Linked DNA regions of Callithrix jacchus: region 2 is linked to region 1. The links are chromatin contacts, called in public Hi-C maps. All regions are on one chromosome and are shown on one strand. Each heading gives the region's core, a stretch centred on a gene start, on an enhancer-like site or on the middle of the called end of the contact. The rest is flanking DNA. Distances are from core to core; before and after follow the strand shown. Region 1 holds the start of RAB30 (RAB30, member RAS oncogene family). Region 2 overlaps RAB30 (RAB30, member RAS oncogene family).

The links. Hi-C and Micro-C count contacts between places; a contact is called where the count stands out from the background.
Region 2: a Hi-C map of skeletal muscle shows a contact between it and region 1, with 2.2 times the contacts expected there. The contact joins the enhancer-like site here to the promoter of RAB30 in region 1. A contact is called at or near these places in 2 of 3 Hi-C or Micro-C datasets (both in skeletal muscle).

Annotation. Positions count from the first base shown.
Region 1 is chr10:57,301,915-57,309,123 of calJac240_pri, forward strand. RAB30 (RAB30, member RAS oncogene family) reads left to right here and starts at 4,349. Exons shown (of 4, transcript XM_054241856.2): 1 at 4,349-4,532. LOC103796149 (a long non-coding RNA gene) reads right to left here and starts at 4,125. Exons shown (of 4, transcript XR_013523202.1): 1 at 4,081-4,125; 2 at 3,527-3,631.
Region 2 is chr10:57,338,689-57,346,025 of calJac240_pri, forward strand. All of the region lies in intron 1 of RAB30 (RAB30, member RAS oncogene family), which reads left to right. Among named protein-coding and RNA genes, the nearest start is that of RAB30, 36 kb to the left of the region's middle. Within about 2 kb of position 3,638, at least 1 of the 16 cell types and tissues checked has an H3K27ac peak or open chromatin away from gene starts, as enhancers often do. A contact at or near this core is called in skeletal muscle, where this site is marked.

The DNA.
Region 1 (7,209 bases), core at 3,099-5,598:
AAAAACAAATGAATGTAAGCAGTTTATCACCAAAATAATATGTTAAACTGTTGAGACTGCATAAATGTACCATACTACTGTTAGTATTCCATAGAAATAGCACATGACCAGTACAGGTCATTTAGATAACACATACAGAACATGCTAGTTAGCTGCACTACTGTAATTGCAGTGAAAGCTAAGTGTATCTGCAATAGTATGCTTCTATAAATAACCACTTAAAGGCAAAAGCAAAATACTTCAGTTGTTTTAATTTCAGCATGTTTAAAAATTTAGGTTTTCCTGGTTTCGTTATATAAAATACAAGACATTCACAAGGAAACGGTTCTCCATATGCTAATAATTGAGCCAAGAGAATACACACTGTGCAGTTCTACAGGGACAAGTACGAAGAAACTACAGAAGTTGTCATTTAATACTGCATATATGGCTAGAAGCCCCAGTATGCGCCTGTAGTCCTAGTTACTTGAGTGGCTGAGGCAGGATCGCTTGAGCCCAGGATTCTGCAGCTGCCATTTGCTATGATTATGCCTGTGAATAGCCACTGCACTCCACATGGTTAGACCCTAACTCAAATAAATAAATAAAATGGCTAAAAGTTTGGTTGGAGAGGGCAGGGAAGGAGGAAAGCTGTTTTACTTTGGCTTAGTCTTTTTAAAAAAAACATCACTTAGCTATCTAAAGGATCAGTTACTAAATTTTATCTTCTGGTGCTGGAGCAGCTCAAGTCCCCACGGTATTGTTTGATAAGCACCTGTGTGCTATATTCATGAAATCAGGAGTTAGGTGTAAGAGGGTGACTTTGATGAATCTTTAAGCAAGTTTATAAGCAGAACCCTCCGATTCTACATCAAATTAAGCTTCATAAATATGTACCTACTTACATAATTGCACACAGCTGAACATCTCTGCATATTTGAATTTCCTTCAGTGGCTATATTCATGAACATATTTACACTCAGTAAGTTCATGTTCATATATTTATTCTTGCAAAGAAATGTTTTCAGCCAGGTGTGGTGGCTCCCACCTGTAATCCCAGCACTTTGGGGGTCTAGGCGGGCTGATCACGAGGTCAGGAGTTCAAGACTAGCCTGACCAATATGGTGAAACCCCATCTCTACTAAACATACAAAAATCAGTCAGGCGTGGTGGCGTATGCCTGTAATCCCAGCTACTTGGGAGGCTGAGGCAGGAAGCACTTGATCCCAGGAGGCAGAGGTTGCAATGAGCCGAGGCCATTCCACTGCATTCCATCCTGGGTAACAGAGCAAGACTTCATTTCAAAAAAAAAAAGGTTTCTAGTGTTCCCTTAATTATACAAACCTGTTTTGCTTACACCCATTACTGGAGATAGTAAAAACAAAAACAACAACAAAAAAACCTGTTAAAAATTGAGAAATAAAATAATGAGGACTTTCTTTTCCTGTTAATCACTACTATGAACATTTGAATTTCAAATCTTGACCTTGGGATATTTACCACATTTATCTTCAGCAGCATATTAAGCAACTAAAATTATGTAAATTTGTTTCAAACTCAAGTTGGGTCACGAAGAATAGAAAACACACTTTTTAGTTTCCGGAGTATTGTTAACTAAAAGTAAAAATGTTAGCCAGATGTGGTGGCTTGCGCTTATAATACCAGCTAACTTTTCTATTTTTTGAAGAGAAGGGGTGTTGTGCCAGGCTGGTTTTGCTCCTGGCCCCAAGTGATCTGCGTACTTTGGCCTCCCAAAATGCTAGCATTACAGATGTCAGCAACCATGCCTGGCCCTAATTCTCTTTTGAGAGATGAAAAGCTTTATCTCCTCTAGACATTTCTAATTACACTTTAACAATGTTTTCCTAACCTGTGGTGTTTCTTTGGGACGCTGAGGTTATTCTTTCAAAAGCTGGCCTCCACAGCTCCTCAAATATTAATTTTGTAAATCAAATTTCTAAAGAGTGGAGGATTTTTTCCATCTTTATGGATAGATGTCCATTAGGTATAAGGATAGAAAAACTTCCAATTACCCAAATACATGACAAATTATAGAAATCATTGAATTCTATAGGTATCACTTTTCACACACAAGATTTCTTTTTTTAAAAAACAGACACAGTCTCACTGTTGTCCAGACTGGAGTGCAGTGACACAATCATACTTCACTGCAGCCTCAAACTAATGGAATCAAGTGATCCTCCTGCCTCAGCCTTCCAAGTAGCTATGCACTACCATGCCCAGCTCACACACAGGCTTTTGAGTAATTTCTTGCTCTTTTCCCCTACGATTTGTCTTCCATATAATTCGAACTGACAAGGTTATGGCTTAAAGAAATATATTATAAAATGAATAAGATTCATAAGTTTACATAAAACACGAGAATACACCTAAATCACCAACCGCTAAAAATAACTGAACATACAACAAAGCTACAGTTCATATGAAGAAAATAAAATAACCGAAGAGCGTGAAATAAAGCCTAAATGTAAATTTCTATTAAGCTTACAACATTACAATAGTATATTGTTCCTTTTCCTATACTTACCATCATTACTTAGTGTTTCTGAATAACAAAAACTTTGTATGAGCCTTTTTCATTGTATTCATGGATGACAACACATATTACTTTTGCTTAAAAATCAAACAAACCCATGCATCTTGACTTGTTCCCAGAAACATTACATATAAGATTTTTCCAAAGTGTTTTTGATAATTTAAAATTATTCTATCTAGACTTTCTTTGATATGAGGATCTATTTTTAATTTTATTCACTCCTAACATAGAGGGGAAGTGCATACCTTCAATAACTCAAAGTAACTGGTTAATTTTGTTTCAGAATAATGTGCAAAAGGGAGGAAACAGCAAAAAGTATATCAGTTATTTTTAACACATTAGACACTTTCAGAAGGAAAAGAAATTTCCCATGTTGTCAAAGTGCAGACAGACTCTGTGAAAGAACACACAGCGTTGTTTCAGTGACAAGAAAAAATTACAGTTCCTTTGAGATTCTGTGCAAAATCACTCAACAGACAAGTAACTTTGGTTTCAGTTACTTAGTTTTAAAAACAATTTATCCATAACCCATGTTACTCTGGAACCTACTGTCAGGCGTCGGCAGATGTATCATCAGTAATATTTCACCTCTCCCCACTTTTCTGAGACAGGCACTATCGCCCAGGCTGGAGCACAGTGGCATGAACGAAGCTGACTGCAGCCTCAACCTCCCGGTCTCAAGCAATCCTCCTACCTCAGCCTCTAGTGTAGCTGGGACTACAGCGGTGCGCCACCATGCCCAGCTAATTTTTTTGTTTAATGTTTTTGTAGAGTTGATACGGTGTCTCCTTATGTTGCCCAGGCTGGGCTTGAACTCCTAGGATCAAGTGATTCCCCCCGCCTCGGCCCCCAAAGTGCTGAGATTAAAGGTATGAGCCACTGCACTCGGCCAATATCCCCTTTGAACATCTGCTTTCGCTGGTTGGTGGAAAAGTGTCATCATTTTAAATCTAGTGTTACTCCTTTAGGCTGCTTTTTCTCTTTTCTTACTCGAGGGGCCAAAGCAACGTCTCTTTCCAGCTTGACTACCTTCCAACGATTTCTTCGGACGCCTCTGCTAATCATTCCTGTATGACAAATCAGTGAATCTGAAACCTTGGGGAGAGGGAAGGAGGGTTGGAAAACAAACGGCAAGACAAAAATGCATTTGGGAGGACGAGCACAACTCTGCGGGTGGAAGTCGGCTTCTCAGAATAAAGGCGAGGGTCGCCACCTAGGGTCCCCCGCACCTCAACAAAAACACTAACTCTCTCAACTGTACTGTTAACCGACCTAAATGATACTCCAAGCCCAGAAGTAAACCGACTCTTTCAATCGCTTAGCTAAAAAACTGAGAAGGAAGCGTAGGGCCCCATGCAACACCTTCAAGAACTGAGACCGAGGCTCACTGGGCCTCTGCATACCGCTTCTAGTCAGTCCCGCTCTACATCAACCCCCAGCACGACCTCCACCCTCTGGTTCCCAGGTTCATGCCCCGCAGCTATCCGACCGGCTCGTCCTCCACCTCACCATCCCTACTGAACCACCACTCGACTCCCGCGCACCCCTAAAACCTCTGCCTGGCTCCGCGGAATCTTCCCAGTACTCCTAACATGGCGGCCGAGTCCCCTTTGCTCCTTCGCTCTGGGCGCGTCGGTCTTGGAGCATTTTGGGCATTGTAGTTCCAGCAATGGCCTCGGTATCCTGCCAGGACTTAAGAAGACTACAGCTCCCAGAAAGCACCGCTTCCGAGCATGGCTATTGGGGACGTTTAGACAGAGGGATGATGTCATTGCAAAAGCCTCACTGCATTCATTGTGCTACGGTCTCTCCACCCCCTGCTGCTGGGCTTGCGATTGCCGCTCGCTCCAGCTAAGCTAAGAGTAGCAGCAGCACTAGGGCAGGGACTGACTCCAGCCCTTGGACTCAGGACATCGCAGACCTTTCCTTGCGTGCGTGACTCATTCGCACATCATTTCTGTTTATGCCTGGGGTGGGGAGAAAAATCCCAAACCAGGTGAGTTGAAGTGATTTTTTTCAAATGCTTTTACCAAGTTATTCCTCCCGCTTAGTTCTCAAGGCTTTCTTTTGGGAAGCTGTGAGCGGTGGTGAGGTGGGGGGGATTGGGGAGATGCTCGCAGGCGCTGCTGAGGGGAAAAGCTCTGTGCAATTTGGGTCACTGCAAAGAACAACTCCAGCAACCTTCCCCCGCCAGAGGACGGGTGCCTGCCAATTCCCTAGTCGCAACTCCTCTCAACCTTTTTGAGTCCTGGAGAGGGGGCTGGGCTGGGAAGGATGTTGGGGAGTGCTCTTGGAAAATCAGAGGAAGGCAGAGGTGGGGGACTGCAGTCCCGTCACACACGGCCCGAGAGCTGAGGTTTGAGTGGGAAGGGGTGATGCGTGGGGAGAAATGGAGACAGTGATTTAATGTGGTCGCACTACTTTAGAACGTTTGTGTGTCGCTTGGACGAGTACACGTTATTAATTTTTAAGATGAACGTGCTTAAGTTTTGTAGGATTTATTTTGTGTGTATGTCTATGTCGTTTGTCTCGCCTTTTCTGCTGATTTGAGGTGACAGTGTCCTTTAATGGTGCACTCCGTGCCAGTCAGAAACATTTCACGTGTCTGATGAAGATTCTCTGAGGCTGCTGGAAGCAGCGTTTTTGTTAAGTGTTTTCCGTTCTCCGGCTGCTGGATTCAAGATTGTTTGGAAGTGGAGCCGACAGATTTGTGCTTGTGTTTTAAATTACATTGCATAGGCTCTTTGCCACTGACAATGGTACCATAATGAGCTGCTGTTTCCTGAAGCATAGTTGCTACTCACAAATAACGGTATGAAGAGATCGATTAGGGAAACCGGGTTCATTTTAACACATTAGAGAAAGGCAAAGTTAGAAGCGCTGCTAACCTTCATTTGCCATTACTGAAAAGTGCCCATGGGAAGAGTGATCTTGGTCAGGGAAACCAAGGAGCATAGTAGTTTTTTTCGTTATTGTTGTTGTTGCCCCCCTCTTTTTTTTTTTTTTTTAAACGAACTGACGTTTAACAGAACAGAAAGGATTCTGACTTATATGATGCTCCTGTAAGAGTTATAGGGATGATTAGGGCAATAAATATGTTACTTTGAGATAAACAGCTGGCTGGCTTCACAACAGATGGGGCCAGTCTTAGCTGGGAGATCTACAACCTTGGAAATGAATGGACCTGGGGTCAACCACACCCCCTCTTGGAATGTCAAAAGAAGGAGAAATGCCAGAGAATTTGCTTAACTCTAGAATGCTAAACCTTTTCATAGCTGAGTCAGACATGGGGGAAAGTCTTTACTGGCTGTCTTCTGTTGCTGAGCCAATTTTGTTCATTTTAAATTAAGATCCTTAGGTCTTCAAAGTTGTAGCTGTGTGATATTTCGTTAAAAGCTGCTTGATGCTGAATGCAAAGGACAGTTCATTGTATGAGCTTTGTAGTAGAGTGATTTATTGGGATGCCAATGAGCAGCTTTTGGATTTGGGAAAAGATCAACAGTCAGCCTTCGCCTCTCCGTCCCTCTTTTGATGACTCTCTGCTCTTCTGGACACCCTACACTTCTCTCCAGTACTTTCCTTTATCCCTCCCACCCCCACATCTCTTGAAATTCTGTTTCATTCCCTATCTCTCCATTTGCAGTTTACATTTATCCTTTCTGTTTCAAAATCTCTCCCTTATCGCCATCATATCACATCTCTTTCGCTCTGTCTCTCTCCAATCTCAGAACACCCTCCTTGCTCCTCCTCCACCTTGCCTAGGAACTCCTGGGTGGATGTAGACTATGTGAATATTTTTCCAGAGTCCTTTTTGAAGAGGATTTATTTACCTTTTCTTTTTCTTGCGGTCTGTGCTTGGCAGGATGAGCAGCAATGAGCCTGACCCCTGGTCTAGTTTGTGGTTTCTGTGACAGACATAATTTAGCCCCAGCAGCATGTGAACAATGATATGCTGCAGTTGGGCTCATGCCACTTTTCCTTTCACTGGCACCTGTATTAAGAACAGCCTATGAGTTAGCAAGGTTTTTAAATACTTTACATGAAATGTTCTCATAATTCCCAAGGAATAAGTAGTCTTCAAATGGCTTGCCTTATATAATGCATTATTTTTTTTCCTTATCCTTGCTCCAGCTGGTAGTGGGAAGGCTGTTCTTCCCTCCCCTCCCTTCCTTCCTGTTCCCTGTGGATTGCTGAGGAGCAATCCAGGTGGCCAAACTGCCCATTTGGTTTTTTGAAGATACGTGGAGAACAACAGTTCCTCCCGCACCCCTTGCTCCCACCCGCCCCCCGTCGTTTCTTTTCCTTTGTGGAGGAAAGAAGTTTGTTATATTTGTTTACCTAAAAGCAGTGCTTCTCTAGGTGTGGAAAGTCTAACTGCTATCCATCTGGAGGCAACTAGTATGACAGGCAGATTCAGAAGCTGTCCTCTTAGACTTTTCATCCACCACCTTCTCATTCCTAATTTTCTTCTTCTGAAATCCTTCCTTACTTACCAAGGTTTCTTTTATTGTTCTGAGGAGAAATGGGCTGAATGCAGCATTAGGTTTGGCCCCATCACTGCTGTCTCTGGGACCTTGAATAGCTATTCATTTCTTTCTGCTTCAGTTTACTTATTTGTAAGGGGATAATGATCATTGCTTTTTGGTTTACTGATGTTATAGCCCTCTATAATC
Region 2 (7,337 bases), core at 2,388-4,887, 36 kb after region 1:
ATCATGTTTATCCATGTCAAGGAGATGTGATTGAGGCCCTCCGCAGGGCCAAGTTCAAGTTCCCTGTCCACCAGAAGATTCACATCTGAATGAAGTGGGGCTTTACAAAGTTCCATGCGGATGATTTTTCTTGTTTGTTTGTTTGAGACAGAGTTTCGCTCTTGTTGCCCAAGCTGGAGTGCATTGGCACCATCTTGGCTCCCGGCCACCTCCGCTTCCCAGGTTCAAGTGATTCTCCTGCCTCAGTCTTCAGAGTAGCTGGGATTACAGGTATGCACCACCATGCCTGGCTAATTTTGTATTTTTAGTAGAGATGGGGTTTCTCTGTGTTGGTCAGGCTGGTCTCAAACTCCCAACCTCAGATGATCCATCTGCCTCCACCTCCCAAAGTGCTGGGATTACAGGCATGAACCACTGCGCCCAGCATTTTTTTTTTTTTTGAGGCAGAGTTTTTCTCTGTCTCCCAGGCTGGAGGGCAGTGGTGCGATCTCAGCCCACTGCAATCTCCACCTCCTGGGTTCAAGCAATCCTCCTGCCTCAGCTTCCCCAGTAGCTGGGACTACAGATACATGCCACCGTGCCCATCTAATTTTTATATTTTTTGGGTAGAGACAGGGTTTCACCATGCTGGCCAAGTGGTCTCAAACTCCTAGCCTCAAGTAATTCGCCTACCTCACCCTCCCAAAATACTGAGACTATAGGTGTGAGCCACCATGCCCGGCCAGTGTAGATTAATTTGAAGACATGGTGGCTCTGGGATGATAAGCGGCTCACCCCAGATGACTGTGGGGTCAAATACATTCCCAGTCATGGCCCTCTGGGCAAGTAGCAGGCCCTGCATTCATGAGGGCTTCCACTGTGCTGCTCCCTCCTAATGCCCACCAATAAGTTCTCCTTCCAATCCAGAAAAAATAGATACTGATTTTTAACTGTATGGAACCTATATCCAAATGGTCATTGTCCGTTTCAATGCCAAGTTATGAGTGGTTCAAGAAGATCAATATTATTTTAAGTTCAAAATAATGTCATTCAATTTGATCACTCTGTACTGTATTCAGGCTTGATTCAGAGTAACTTTTCAGCATGTCTAATTGTCAAAATCTCTTTTGTTTCATTTCTGTCTTAGAGCAGAGGGTGACTTCTTTTCCAAGGATAGCCTTTACTTTGTGTGTTCTATCCTCCCCGCTCTTGAGGTGCTAGGGTCTGGTCCTACTGTTTCTTTCCTGAATCTTCTCCATCTATCTTCTGTCTTCAGCTTTTCCTTTTCTTTTATCTCTTGCTCCTCACCTTATACTCTTATTAACAGTCTTGCTGCTGCTTCTCATCAGGCTACTTACTTTTCTTTCCCTTTCCCTCCTTTTATTGCCAAACTTCTTAAAAGTCTCCTTCCTCTTTCTCTGTAACCCATTCATCCAGTTGCGCTTTGAAACTTGGTTTCTTTCCCCACAGTTCCAGGAAGTCCTTTGACAAACTCCTACTTATTAAGTCAGCCATTTGTTTAGCCTTTGTTCTTTTAGATTTCTGCTTCCTTTGGAAGTCTTTCTCATCTTTCCTTTGAGAATGCCTCCTTCCTCAGTTTCCATTGCTGTGCTCTTGGTTTTTTGCCTTCTTCTTGGAGCTTTCCTTTTTTTTTTTTTTTTTGAGGCAGAGTTTTGCTGTTGTTACCCAGACTACAATGCAATGGCACGATCTCAGCTCACTGCAACCTCCGCCTCCTGGGTTCAAGCAATTCTCCTGCCTCTGCCTCCCGAGTAGCTGGGACTACAGGCGTGCACCACCATGCCCAGCTAATTTTTATATTTTTAGTAGAGACGGGGTTTCACCTTGTTGACCAGGGTGGTCTCAATCTCTTGACCTCGTGATCCACCTGCCTCGGCCTCCCAAAGTGCTAGGATTATAGGCGTGAGCCACCGCGCCCGGCCAATCGGAGCTTTAAAAGTTTTGACTACTCCAGAAAAGAGCAGTCACCCAGGCTGGAGTACAGTGGTGTGATCTCGGCTTACTGAAGCCTCCACATTCCAGGCTCAAGTGATCCTCCCCGCTCAGCCTCCCACGTAGCTAGGACCACAGACACACGCCACCACACCTGACTAACTTCTGTATTTTTTGTAGAGATGGAATTTCACCATGTTGCCCAGGCTGGTCTCAAACTCCTGAGCTCAAGGTATCTGCCCACCTTGACATCCCAAAGTTCTGGGACTACAACTGTGAGCCACTGCGCTCAGCTGAAAGTGGCATTCTTTAGGACCTTTTATCATAGTCTAAGTGTTGTTATGTTGGCAATTTATTTGCAGTTTGCAGATTGTAGTTGTTAATGGCAAACTCTAAATTAAATTGATGTACATTTTCTGTACCCTATTTTCTTGATGCTGTGCCTAGCAGGAACTCAATAAATGTTCATTGGAATCATTCATTCATTCAATTATTTATTTATATATTCAATAAATGTTTACTAAATGACTAGTTAGTTAATTGAATTGCTTTTAATTCAATGGTAGATTCCTTTTTTTCAATTTATCTAAATATGGGGTTTGTTTTGTCTTTTTCTCTCAACCTTTGTTGAAGTTTGTTTTTCCTAATTTGGGCAATTACTAATTATATGACTCTTGGATGAGTCACTTAACCTTCAGAAATCAATTTTCTGGTTTTTCAACAGGGAAGATTATAGTGGCTACTTTCTGGGTTGTTGTAAGGATTGGATTTTTTAAATACGCACGTTAACACATGCCTAGCATATAGTTATAGATCTGTAGTAATAGATGTTAGCTATTCTTCTTCTTTTTTTTTTTAGATGGAGTTTCTCTCATGTTGCCCAGGCTGGAGTTCAGAGGTGCGATCTCAGTACACTGCAACCTCTGCCTCCCAGGTTCAAGGGATTCTCCTGCCTCAGCCTCTTAAGTAGCTGAGATTACAGGTGCCTGCTACCATGCTGGGCTAATTTTTGTATTTTTATAGAGATGGGGTTTCCCCATGTTGGCCAGGCTAGTCTTGAACTCCTGACCTCAGGTGATCTGTCCACCTCAGCCTCCTAAAGTGCTGGGATTACAGGCATGAGCCACTGTACCTGGCCTCATTATTATTCTTAGTAGAATGTATTAGGTACTAGGCTTTGGTCCTCACAGTAAACATCTTGAGGTAGGCATTGCTTTCCCCCTATTTCAAAGAAATAAATTTAGACTCAGAGGATTTAAATAATTTGCTAGAGGACACAGAGCTAATAAACTGCTGATATGGGATATCCAATTCCATAGCTTGTCCCTTTTACCTACACCAAAAAGCTTTCGGCATCTTGTATGACACTTAGAAATGGACTAGGAGTCATTTTATAGTGACTAAAATTAGCTAATGTTCTCATTTGCCTTCTGTGAGGTAGGACATACCAAGGGAGTTCTGGCCTGTTGGAGAAACTCCAGTCCTGAAGGTTAGATTAATTAAGATTTTATCTAAAAACCACAGAATTCCGGAGTTTAGAAGGATTTTATGTAGCATTTACTCCATTCAATTACTGAATTCTCTCTCTATCCCTCTAGTCAAGGGGTCATCTGGTTTTTTGTTTAACCCCTCCAATGACAGAGAGGTCATCATTCACCCTCTCCCACTCCCAGGACAGCTCACTTTACTCTGACCATGAGATAGCCTTTCCTTACATCAGACTGAACTCCTTCCCTATGTCTGAAGTAAGTAGAACCCGTTTCCTAGGGCATCCGTTCAGATTCTTACACTTTACTCTCTATCATAACCCCCAAACACTTTATCTTCACCAGGGTAGCAGCTTCAGGCCTTTAATTCCTAGCTACCCCAGAACAAACACAACTTGAGTTCACTTTTTTCTTCTAAGTGTGATATAGTTGGCTATGTCATGAGCATTTTGCTTCTCCTCCAGTTTCTCTCTCTTTTTTTTTTGTTGCATTTTAGGTTTTGGGGTACATGTGAAGAACATGCAAGATAGTTGCATAGGTACACATATGGCAGTGTGATTTGCTGCCTTCCTCCCTTTCACCTATATCTGGCATTTCTCCCCATGCTATCTCTCCCCAGCTCCCCACCCTCCACTGTCCCTCCCCTATTCCCCCCAACAGACCCCAGTGTGCAGTGCTCCCCTCCCTGTTCCAGTTTTTCTCTTAATACATGGTACCACCATCTACCCAGTTGTTGAAGCTAGAAACCCAGGAGTTTGTTCCCTTTACCATTCATATACCATTCATCAGCAAGTATTTTCATTCTTTTTTAAAAAATTTATTCGGCTGGCTGTGGTGGCTAACACCTGTAATCCCAGCACTTTGGGAGGCTGAGGTAGGCAGATCACCTGAGGATCAGGAGTTTGAGGCCAGTTTGGCAAACATGGCAAAACCCTGTCTCTACTAAAAATATAAAAATTAGATAGGCATGAGGGAGGGTGCCTGTAATCCCAGCTACTAGGAAGCCGAGGCAGGAGAATCACTTGAACCCTGGAGGCAGAGGTTGCAGTGAGCCAAGATCACACCACAGCACACCAGCTTGGGAAACAGGGCAAGAGTTCGTCTCATAAAAAAATAAATAAAAATAGAATTCATTTTTAATTTTTTTAATTGTAAGTAAATTTCAAAAATTTTATTAAAAAAAAAACAAGTATTACCTCAAGTATTTTCTTTCTTATCCCCAAGTATAAAATCCTCTCCTCTACCATTACCCTAGTCCAGGCCACCATTCCCTCTCCCCAATTCCTAAGTCTTGCCTGCTCCCTATACTCCCTTCTCCACAGAGCAACCAGAATTCTCTCTCTCTCTCTCTCTCTCTCTTTTTTTCGAGACAGAGTCTCGCTCTGTTGCCTAGGCTATAGTGCAGTGGTGCAATCTTGGCTCATCATAATCTCCACCTCCCGGGTTCAAGCAATTCTCCTGCCTCAGCCTCCCTAGTAGCTGGGACTACAGGCACACGCCACTATGCCTGGCTAATTTTTGTATTTTTTTTTTTTTTTTTTTTGAGACGGAGTTTCGCTCTTGTTACCCAGGCTGGAGTGCAATGGCGCGATCTCGGCTCACCGCAATCTCCGCCTCCTGGGTTCAGGCAATTCTCCTGCCTCAGCCTCCCGAGTAGCTGGGACTACAGGCACGCGCCACCATGCCCAGCTAATTTTTTGTATCTTTAGTAGAGACGGGGTTTCACCATGTTGGCCAGGCTGGTCTCGAACTCCTGACTTCATAATCTGCCTGCCTCAGCCGCTCAAAGTACTGGGATTACAGGCATGAGCCACTGTGCCTGGCTTGAATTATCTCTTTAAAGCACAAATCAGATTACACTATTTCCCTGATTAAAACTCTTCTTTGATCTTCCATCGTCCTTTGAACAAAGTTCAAAGTGTTTTCCATGGTCAATAAGGTTCTGTCTCATCTCAACCGTTCTGTCTTTCCTGTTGCTTACCCAGCCTTGGTCTCTGTTCTTTTTTATGTTCCTTGGACATGCCAAGCCTTTTCCTGCAGCCGAACCTTGTACTTATTGTATCTGTTGCCTGCACTCTTTCCCTAGCTTTGCAAATGACTGGCTCATTCTCATCTTTCAGATCTCAGCTGACATCTCACTTTCTCAGAGAGGCCTGACCCCATCACTCCTCTAAGGCCCCGACTTATCATTGTGAAATTATCTATCTGCATTGTCATCTCTCCTCACGAGAACATTAGTTCTTTGGTGACTGGACCTACCTTACATTAACAATTGTATCCTCTGTAAGTGTCACAGTAGCTGGCTCATGGAAAGAGCTCAATAACTATCTGAGAAATAAATGAATGGACTCATAATTGACTGAAAGTGTGTTGGAGTCATATTAACAATGAATTTGAGGTCAGGTGTGGTGGCTCATGCCTGTAATCCCAGCACTTTGGATGTCCGAGGTGAGCGGATCACTTGAGGTCAGGAGTTCGAGACTAGTGTGGCCAACACAGTAAAACCCTGTTTTCATTAAAAATACAAAAATTAGCTGGGCATGGTGGCACCTGCCTGTAGTCCCACCTACTTGGGAGGCTGAGGCAGGAGAATCCCTTGAACCTGGGAGGCGGAGGTTGCAGTGAGCTGAGATCGAGCCACTGTAGTCCAGCCTGGGAGACAGAGCGAGACTCCATCTCAAAGAAAAAAAAAAAAGAGAGAAATTTGAACCTGAGCTTTGCCATTTCTGTATGACTTTGGGCAAATTATGCTATCTCACTGGGCTTTAGTTGGCTCATCCATATAATAGCAATTCTATCTACCTCACAGAATGTTGTGCAGGTCAGTTCAGATATTGGCTGTGAATGTACCTACCACCATACCCGATACATATTAGGTATTCAGTCCACAACCAGTCAAAGCCTGTTACTTAATTCTGAACATGCATAGAAGAGTTCTGTCAAGTTTCAGCCTCATTAATAGAACTGTTTGTGTGTTGTGCCTGTGTGTGTGTGAGATCCATTGTTTTCTTAATTCCCAATGTGGTAGCAGAGGATTCAGTTTGGAATCCATAAGATGCCTGTGACTTCCCTCAGGTAACGCTTACCTGGCTGGGAAGACAGTTCTAACCCAGGGTGTCAGCTGTTGCACTGAGTGATACTCAATCTGATTACCCAGAGGTGCCAAGCACAGAGCCTTCACTGCAGAACTGAATGCAGACCCTAAAATCTAAATGATCAAACCTAGCATCATGTAGCCCAGGCTGGTTGTCAAGATAGATGCTGTGTCTAGACAGTTATCTCCCTTGGGAAATCACAGTTGCTCTAAAAGGAGGCACATGGTCTCCTGTTAAGAATACAAAATAGGCCTGTGAGCTGTTGAGGACGAGGTTACTGCTTGAGGTTGCATGGGCTTGTGGAGCAGAGCTTGGGGAAAGAAGCTGTCTGCTTCTATACTCACGGGGGAATCTCTGGATCATGGTGGTGGCCTTCTTCTTCACTTGTGTTGGGACAGCAGAGTCCATGGTGCATGGGAAGGTGGAAACATAGCTATCAGTTTTCCCAGTGGCAGTGATTCTGTGCCTCCACTCAAGAGTGTTGGGAGGAATTGAAAGGCAAGTCTGGAATATGCATTACCTGCTGGGGAGGGGAGCAGAAATCTCCCTGCAACTTGTGTGCTTGGCATGATGATCTAGTTGGCTCCCTTCTGAATGCTGTTAGGATGAGTGTTTTAAGGTGAGGGCTCTAGAATCAGATAGTTCTGGCCCTGGGTTCAAATCCTGGCGATGCAGTGACCTTGATCAAGTTATTTAATGTCTTAGTCGTAGTTCGCTGCTTATTAGATGGAGGTAATAATGACATGTATCTTATCTAGTTGCTGTGAGGATTAGATGATATAGTGCCTGCAAATATATTAGCTTAGTGCCTGGCACATAGCCA